Linked DNA regions of Hordeum vulgare: region 2 is linked to region 1. A link is a contact called in public Hi-C data. All regions are on one chromosome and are shown on one strand. The core of a region is the stretch at or near the end of the contact, and the rest is flanking DNA. Distances in the headings are between cores, read along the strand shown. Region 1 has its middle 220 kb from the start of LOC123444283. Region 2 holds the start of LOC123444283 (tryptophan aminotransferase-related protein 3-like).

Region 1 (5,038 bases), core at 2,524-5,023:
ACGAGTGGGCCCTTCTGGTCAGGTTTGACCTGGCCAGCCCAGTTGACCATGATGATGTCATAATGACGCAATAAATACTATTTCTGATTTAATAAAATTCCAGAATAATTGCAAAACTTAGGAAATTCAAAGAAAATTGATTATAACTCCAAATCTGACAAATAATATATGCAAATTGATCAGAAAAATTCAATGAACACAATGGTGCTATTTTCATGCATGAAAAACAAAGTTATGAAACAACATCAAGTCAAATCAATTAAATGGTTAAGATAAATATGCCATTTCAAATGATATTTGAATTTGGATTTCAAACCAGATGCAAACTAAGGTTTTACCAACCACACTGAATCATATCACTCTTCATTTCATGACGTGATCATGCATCATGATTGTTGCATATGATTGCTATTAATTGTATGTTGTTATTCCGGTAGTCCCCGCCCCTCCGGATACGACTGAATATCCGACTGACGGATATTACCCCTCTGCTGAGCAACAAGGCAAGCACCCTTTTGATCATCCTGATATCATCCCATGTTCTTGCTCCTGCTCCCACTTATTACATTAGGACAAACTATTTCAAATGCTTTACTTCGGTAGTTGAGCCTATTCCTTTGCATGACCTATCATTGTCACAGTAAATAGCCAAACCATGCAACCTAGCATACCTGGTAGATGCTTGAGCAATGATGTGTTATTCCTGCTATGCTTGCTATGCCTAGAGTTGAGTCAGGTCTGTTTCATCTAGGTGATGAACAGGAATGGATGAATGTGTTCTAGTGACAAGGAATAAGTGGAACCAGATTTGGTAAAGGTACCGATGAAAGGCTCTATAGGAGTACATGACGGGTTGTTTCATTGGAACCGTCCTTAGGAACTGAGTTCCGTATATGTAATCCAAGACTAGATACTACCACACGTTGGGATACTTAATTGACCCTCTCGACTTATTAATCGGCTAGTACCCGGTCCAGGAGTTGCAAGTAGTTTCTCATGTTTGTAGTCATGCTGGGGGGCGTGCATAGTGCTGACCTTAGAGGTGGGATATGATGCGGTAGGCAGTGGCACGGTGTACCAAGTGGCACCCGAATGGTGGGCTTGGGAACCCTGCGCACATCGTTTGGGACCGTGGCGGAAACCTCGGCTGGACTTCCGTGCGGGTTACTCTCAAATAGGCGATAAACCTGGACTAGGTATTAGCGTGGTTAACGGTCGTGGCCAACTCCCTCGCTGGGCTTCCGCTTGAAGGTTGCCGAGCTGCATGACGTGCACGTGGCGATAAGTGGCGAGAGCGTGTGTAAAGAAGTACACCCTTGTAGGGTTATGATCTATTCGAATAACCGCGTCCGCGGATATGGACTACTTGGAGACATATGTTGTTCATAGATAACTTTAATGGCTACTCATAAAAGTATCAAGATAAGTGTGAGTGTCATGGATAGCATTTCCGTAGTAAGACGGGAATGATTCCATGATGGTGTATTGTTGTGGAGTTAGTGGACTCGTGTGCGGGAAATCGAAGTTGATAAAACTATTTAAAAATGTAGTTTAGTCTAGCCAAGAGACAAAGCTGGCTTGCTGCATGAAACACCACAACCCCCTTTATTGATACCTGAGCATGAGTAGATAGATCTGTTCTAAAGTCTTGCTGAGTACTCTTGTACTCATGTTTGCTTAATAATTGTTGTAGAGGATACCCACGAGCCAACATGTGGGTTCTATCTAGACATCGATGATGACGAGTAGCTGGTGTCCCAGCTACGACCTGGCCCCTTTCAGAAGGGATCTGTAGATAGTCAGGCTTTATGCCTTATCCTTTCATCTGTCTGTACTCAGACAGTTTTATGCTTCCGTTGGTTTGTATGACTTTGAGTGTCGGGTCGTGTGACCCCTGCTTGTATGAACATATTATGCAAGACTCTTCCGAGTCTTCTAAATAAATGTCATGATGTTGTATGGTTATGTTGTGATGCCATTGTTGTATCTATGCATATCTAGTATGTCATGCGTACGTGTGATGCACTGTGATATGTATAGGATTCGACACCTAGTCGTATGCCTTAGTAGCTCTCTATACAGAGAAATGTCCCTTTGTGATTCCACCGAGCCTTGGTAGTTCGCTACTGCTTCGGACACATTGGTTGACCGGCATGTATCCTTCTTAGATGTTGTCGCTGTCCCTTCGGGGAAATGTCACGCGGTGTAATGGAGTCCTTGTAGCTTGCTACGACTCGTCTACACTCGCTGTTGACCGACACCTGCTTTGCTGGGTTATGCATGCCTGTCTCTGTATAGTCGAGCCACTTGAGTTTATGACTAGATATGTCGACCCGGGTTCTTTGACATTGGAATGCTAGCGACACTAATGCATACGTGAGTCAAAAGGCGCAAACGGTCCCGGCTAAGGTAAGGTGGCAGCCGTGGGGATAACCGTGCGTGAGACCGCAAAGGGATGCAACATGTTACAGGCTGGATTCCTATGGCTTAGGATTGGGGTCCCGACAACGTCATTGATAATTAATGCCCCAAAGACAAAGAATCCACTCCCAACAACCATGTCAAAGCAAATCGCGCGGAGCTCCTTGGATCAACACTAGGAAAAGAATCCATTCTCTGCATAGGTCTCGTCGGGTTTGGGCCGGCTGAATCGGCGTCCACGCCTCCGGCGGCTCCTACGCCGACGAGCTCGTCTCCACCGCGGTGAGCGCCACCCGCCCCACCCACCGAGACGAGGCATCAGCCATGGCTGCACAAATATAAAACCCTAGACGATGCGGGGAAATGAGAGGAGGGGAGGCGAGGCGAAGACTTACCACCGGGGAGTAATACGGTACGCCGGAGCAGATCGCCAGCGTTGAGGAGTCGGGCGGTGGCGGCGGCTTGGGGAGGAGTCGGGCGGCAGCGTCTTGGGGAGGAGTTGCACGGCCCAATCCTCGAGCCCCCCCCTCGAGGGTTCTGAAGCATGTGGGAAGAAGCGGGTCGAAGGGGGAATCGAGCGGGTTGGCCCATGTAACCTCGTGTATCAAATAGGTTTCGCTGGGATTCTGGGCCTCGCGGGGTTAATCCCCTGAAAACCACTCCGACCCATGCGAAACAAACGAGGCCTTAGGGCATGTACAATGGTGCTATCTTAGGAGTGCCACATATGATAAATGATGAGGTGGAGAAAAGAGAACTCAAAAAAAGCTTTGCCTTCTCTTATTTAAGAGAAGACAAGAGGTGATCTCTTAGCACAATATATCTCATCATATTTTTAGGAATAACTAATTATAAAAGATAAGGCTAAAAGATGATCCATTATAGACTCTCTTTTTTATCATCTCAAAATTACATGTAAAATTTAAGATAAGACTATCTTATCAACCATTGTACATGTTTTTAGAAAGGCAACTTATTTGCTAAGTGGTCAACTAAGTTGTGGAATTAGGCTGCCGACAACTTCCGGAATCCGGATGCCCGGGGAGGACTAAATTGATGTATATTTCATTATGTATACTTAATAATACTACTTTGGTACTGCAGTTGTTGATAGTTTTTTCAATAAATGTGGCCAAATTTTTACTAAGGTTTGAGTTGAGACAAATGCATACGTCCCTTTCTCACACACGGAGTGAGTGTCTTTTACACGGATGAGCTATGAATTATGAACCCTCGGTGCCAATCACGTCTTCAAAGATTCTAGCGGGGGAGAGATTACCATAGATTCTCGTTCATCCGTTTCGATGAAGCCGTACTTGTGAGAGTGACCCTGTGTAATATCTGATTGTTTCTTTCTTCTAGTGTACTAACGTTTGACTATGAAGTGTCCATAGGCTTGACATTGCTTTCAGCTGACAGCTAGTGTCACCGCTTGTTAAATTATTCTATTATCTTTTGCTCGTTTTTTTGTGGGTATCTCTTTACTCGTTAATCCACCTCCACGCGGGATCTATCTGGAGAGAAGAGACAGGAAGTGGAAAAGGAACCACATGTATTTTGTGTTGTCGCATGAACTGTGGTTGACAACTGAAATATGATATTTTTCATCCGGACTTAAGTCTCTCTTGTGGAATCTGTTCATCCGGACTTAAGTCCTAGACTTGGTACGGACGATCGCATTTTCATGTATTTATTTCTGAAATCTTGAAGGTTTTCTTAGTGGTATGGAGTGCCCGTCAAATACAAGTTACATGTGATAATTTTGTCAATTTTGATCGCTTCAGTCTCTAGAACATACACATAAAAGTAGGATGTATGTACTTGCATTCATATGGATGAATATAACTTTTTTTTTATATATGAGCGTATGTATTTGTATTGTGTTTCTTTTACAAAAAAACATATGAGTTGATTCTCAAAATCTATAGCCGATGGGTGCCTGCTGCTGAGATTCCTGTGAATTAACTTTGGTTTCGCTACTTTGCATTGCCTAGCCTGGGCCTTTGAGCCGCGTTTTCTATTTGATGCTCACTGCACCCAATCGTGACAAATCCTATTAGGCGCTGTAAGCATCAGTTAAAGTGCATTCTTAACCGGCGCGTGCAACGTTTGGTCATGAACCGGCCCAGCGGGAGGGAGGTTTTTCCGGTTTTGTGAAGTGTCCAGAAGCTTTCCAGATGGGTTTTTTCAGGTCTGTTTTTTCTTCGCTTTTTCTCTTTTTCTTTTCTTGTTTCTTTTAAGTTCTCTTTTTATTAATTTTTCATTTTCATTTTATTTTTTATTTTTATTTTTTTCAAAAAAGTGCAGTCTTTTCTTGATTACCTTTTTTTCAAATGAACAAACATTTTTTCAAATCAATGAACCCTTTTCAAAATTTTATGAATTTTGTATTCAAATTCTATGAATTTTTCAGAATATCGATGAACTTTTTTCAAATTTTATGAACTTTTTTGAAATTTGATGATTATTTTAATAGGATGAACTTTTTCAGATTTTTGATTTTTTTTCAGTTCAACGAAATTTTTAAAACTTTTTTCAAATTCATGAATTAATTTTCAAAATGCGTAAACTTTTAAAAAAATTGTGAACTTTTTTTAAATCATAGTGAATTTTTTCA
Region 2 (4,697 bases), core at 1,440-3,939, 220 kb before region 1:
GAATGGAACATATGATGTATTGGAATATCAAGAACTTGAAAGTAGGATGTTTCTAAATTGTCACAAGCGGGTAACATGCACATATGAAGCATTTTTCTTTTCCTGTTGATATGGAAGCAAATTTATTTCCAGTCAACATGGAACGTTCACGATGTAATCAAATTTATTTAAAGTCCACATGAAAGCGATTTTTCGCTCAACATGGAAGCAAATTTCAGTCGGAAGCAAGCAACTAATAACTACGGACATGATCTTTTAGATCGAAGCACTTTTTTCGCGCTTCATGCAATTTTAAGGAATATTGGAAACAAGAAGTGCTTCGTAAGAAAATATTTCCACTCGATGCAATTTTCAGGAATATTGGAAACATGATCTGCTTTGTAATGAAATAAAATATAAACCATAAGGAAAAAAATTGCATCTGAAAAGCCTTTATGCCACATTAATCCGTTCATAATTAGTTTCCTCAAACTGCTCGATTGGCTTCCTAAATTTCAAGGATTAGTTGCCTGAAATTATGTGCTTGTATACCTGAACAAACTTGCTTCCAAAATCAGTACTACTAGATCCAGCGGTCCATCAGGCTATGACCCAACGGCAAGAGTCTGGTTTGGTGGGAGGCTAGAAATTGCATACGATTTTTGGAGGATTTATCCTTAGGATTTTTTTTCTTTGATGATCGTTTGATTCATAGGATTGACATCCTTAGGATTTTTTCATAGGATCTATTTATACTATATTCTGTAGAAAATTTTCCATCCATTCAACCTTTTTATAGATTTTTTTTATTTTCCCTGCGCTATCAAACATTTTTTCAAATTCTATAGGATATTATAGGACATGCCATCATATTCCTACATTTTTTCCATACTTTCATTTTGAGAATCCTGTAAATCAAAGAGGCCCTACGAATCAGTAGTCTGTTCTTCTAGTGTTTCTATTTAGGCTGTTTGTAATGGGTAGTATCATATAATAGTATCATGCATATGATACTAGTCTATGATACCACATCCGTAATGCATAGTATCGTATGTTAGTATCATAGAATAGTTTATTTATTGTCATGCAAGACACATAGCAGCACACCATTTAATATGACACGGTATCATGATATGATACTCAACCCTGTCTTTTTTCATTTAATTCCATGACATCTAATCAAAATTTCCTAGTTGGCATGCATGATACTACTACTTAGACTGCCCGTAATGGTAATATCATGTATGACAACTAAGCATTTTCGATGAGGTGGCATAGAATTAAATGAAGAAATAGAGTGTTGAGTATCATATCATGATACCGTATCATATTAAATGATGTGTTACTATGTGTCTTGCATAACAATAAATGAACTACATTATGATACTAACATATGATACTATGCATTACGGATGTGGTATCATACACTAGTATCATGATACTAGTATATGATAGTACTCATTACAACCAGCCTTATGATACTTCCATTACGGACAGCCTTAGAGCATCATTTATCAATGTGCATGCATGTCTCATGTCGTTACATAGACCATGTCTATTATATCATTATATCATTATGATGCTTTATTTTAGTTTATAGTTTCTTAAGAAGTTAGTGGTTGATAAAAAATCTCGATATCAGAGGGGAAGGTACCTCTCAAATAATAATGACCTACTACTATTTATAGAGGACACGAGAAACTGACTTGAAATATCCGGCCCCACGGATGTGACATCTAATAAGTGTATTTTTCCTTGCCTGAATGCGACGTGGAAGTTGACCCCTCACTCTCTCACACACATGGTCGCATCAACTAAAAGCTAAGGTGCATATGTTTAAGGTAAACAACTACTGCAAGTTTGGCGTGTCGCTATGAGTGCTAAAACTACTAGTTCCATTAGTATTATAAAATTTAAAGATGCTTTGGAAAATGAAATGATGGGTACGTATGGTTAATGCAGTCGTGGATGAAGCGAGTGTCTAAAACGCATTATTTTTAGGCGATACCCGATCAATTTGTTGATTAATGATTACTAGAGTAGAATTTAGAAGCACGCGTTTAACGGCGTCCTTCTGACTTATGGAGAATGGACGGAACTGTGCAATATCATACAAGTATTAACCGGAGATTACTGTGCATCTAACGGCGCCGTTCCAAATCACGCCATCAATGGAGAAAAGAACTTCTAAGCAACGCGCGCCCACCACGCACGACAACGAAGGAAGGCGAGGTGAGGGAGGAATCAGAAATGGAAGCATGTACTGTGTATCAAGAGCTATGATCAAGAGCGAGGAGTCGGAACGATCACCTGTCGGCGTCGGCGGTGCAGTCGGGCGTCCGGACGGAGCAGTCCGGCCCTTCGAAGCAGGTGTTGCACTCGCACCCGGGCCGCCCGTCCTCGCCGACGATGCCATCCACGAACACGCGGCCGTGGCCGGAGCAACCAACCGCGGCCACGGACTCGGCATCCCTGGCCGCCCGTAGCGCCCAGCTCAGCGCGCCGCTGCCACCGTCGTTGTTGACCTCGCTGAGAAGCGGGGACTGCGCCGGCGGGGCGGAGAGGAAGAGGTGCGCGACGAAGAGGGCGTTGAGGAGCAGGGATGAGTAGAGGAGGAAATGGAGGCTGAGCCGCGCTGCTGTTGGAAAGGCGGACTCCATTGTTTGGCTGTGTTCACAGCCGGTACCCCTGGTGACACACAGCTTTATAGCGTGCGCGCCCGTGGGGCGTGAGGCCAGCTTGATTAAGTTGATTTTCACTCCCTCTCATTTTCTCGATAATTCATCTAGTTCAGTACCCAACGCCGAGGATCTACGGTCATCACTTGCAAATGCGCCTCCATAAAAGTTCACGAACACGTTCGGATGCGTTCACATACCCTGACCGGTCATGTTAATGGATTCTACATCTGAATAGCCTTTAATTAGAAACCACAAATTCATATTATTACATGTAACGTAGAACTAATAAAACATTGGACATTAGCCGGTTCACGGGACTCGAGCTCCCGTCGTCTTTCATGACCTACTCTTTCTCGTCGGAGCCTATAACCCGGACGTTACCGGTGGACGTGATGTCGATGACGGATCCTTTGTGGGAGAAGCCGACGTCCAACACGACACGGTTGCGACAACCGCACTGGTGCACCCTACGGGGCGTCGGAGAATGTGACTCCGTCTTTCCAACGTCAACAGTCGCCTCCCGCGCCCGCTGCCCGGCCTGACGGGCACGCCGCGCCATGACATGTTCGAGGACGTCCATGCTTCATGCTTGACGCATCAACGAAGGGGTTGCGCTTCCGCCACGGCGTTCGGACGCTAGACGGACCGCATCGCCTTCTGTGAGACAGCGATGCTGGATCCAAGCACCGGCTGTGTCGACGCAATGGATTTCCGGCGTTGCGAGTCCGAGTGCTGCCCCCGGGTGGCCGCCTTCTGGGAACAGCGAAGCGCAAGCCAGACGGCCATCTCCTCCTTGGGGCCACGTGGGATGAGCTTGTGGTCGACTGGTCTGAAGGTGAAGGACTTGGATCCGTTGTCCGTCATGACGATGAAGGCTGAAGATCGCCGATGGTGAGCTAGGATGGTGGATGAGAGTGAAGAGGGTGGAGTGAGGTGGCTAAGATTTGGTCCGACGAACGGATGGGGACAAATATATGTGGCTTTGTGAGACAATAATGGGTTGGTGGCGGGCCGCGCCCTGTCAGGCGGGGGTGTCCGCGTGCGTCCAGATATTTTTATATTTGCCCCTTGTTTAGACTCGTTATGAATGGTGTCGTCAATTCAACTGTTTAAGGCCTTAAACGATTGGATCGATTTTTTTATGTTCAATTGGTGACTCACGCATTTGACGGGTATAATGGATATGGGCCCTGTTTGGATCCTAGGGTTAGAGTTAGATTGGGTTAAAGTTGAGCTATCTAACCCTCAAAAATCCAAACAGGTAGGGTTAGATTGGGTTAGATGCATCTAACCCACCCAAAAACTCTAACCCACCCAAGAGGTGCTTTTTTGGGTTAGAGTTAGGTGGGAACAAAAAAGAAGAAAAAAAATCACTTGCTACTGCATCCAGCCCGCACCAGATCCCACCAACCCCCCGTCCCTCCCGTCGCTGTCCCTCCCGTCGCCCTCCCAGCCGCCGGCCGCCCCAGCCGCCGGCCGCTGCGCCCTGCCGCGCCCCGCCGCGCCCCCACCCCGCCGCCGGGCCGCCCCGCCCCGCCGCGCCCCAGCCGTCGGCCGCTGTGCCCTGCAGCGGCCTGCCCCGCCCCGCCGCCGGGCCGCCCGCCCCCGCCGCGCGCCGCAGCCGGGCCGCCCCGCCCCGCCCCGCCCCGTCGCGCCCCAGCCGCCGGCCGCTGCGCCCTGCCGCGGCCCGTCCCGCCCCGCCGCCGGGCCGCCCGCCCCCGCCCCGCCGCGCCCCAGCCGCGGGCCGCTGCGCCCTGCCGCGGCCCGCCCCGCCCCGCCGCCGGGCCGCCCGCCCCCGCCCTGCCGCGCCCTGCCGGCCACACAACGATCGGCCACACCAAATCCGGAAGTGAATATGGACAAAAGTAACCAAATGATTGAGAAAGGGCATTTATTGTCAATCTAACCCTCTCATCCAAACACCTCTTGGGTTAGAGTTAGTTCAGGGTTAGTTGAGAGTTAGAATCTAACTCTAACCTCTAACCCGGTTAGAGTATCCAAACAGGGCCATGACTGTAGATGGTCTTAAATAGTATT

Evidence for each region. A called contact is a pair of places that touch in the nucleus more often than the background predicts.
Region 2: a contact with region 1 is called in a Hi-C map of leaf, with 4 times the contacts expected there. The contact joins the promoter of LOC123444283 here to the enhancer-like site in region 1. A contact is called at or near these places in 3 of 6 Hi-C or Micro-C datasets (leaf and seedling).

Annotation. Positions count from the first base shown.
Region 1 is chr3H:463,959,501-463,964,538 of MorexV3_pseudomolecules_assembly, reverse strand. No RefSeq gene overlaps it. Among protein-coding and RNA genes, the nearest start is that of LOC123444283, 220 kb to the left of the region's middle. Within about 2 kb of position 3,773, at least 1 of the 3 cell types and tissues checked has open chromatin away from gene starts, as enhancers often do. A contact at or near this core is called in leaf, where this site is marked.
Region 2 is chr3H:464,182,416-464,187,112 of MorexV3_pseudomolecules_assembly, reverse strand. It overlaps LOC123444283 (tryptophan aminotransferase-related protein 3-like), which reads right to left and starts at 2,689. Exons shown (of 5, transcript XM_045120960.1): 1 at 2,290-2,689. The coding sequence starts at 2,639.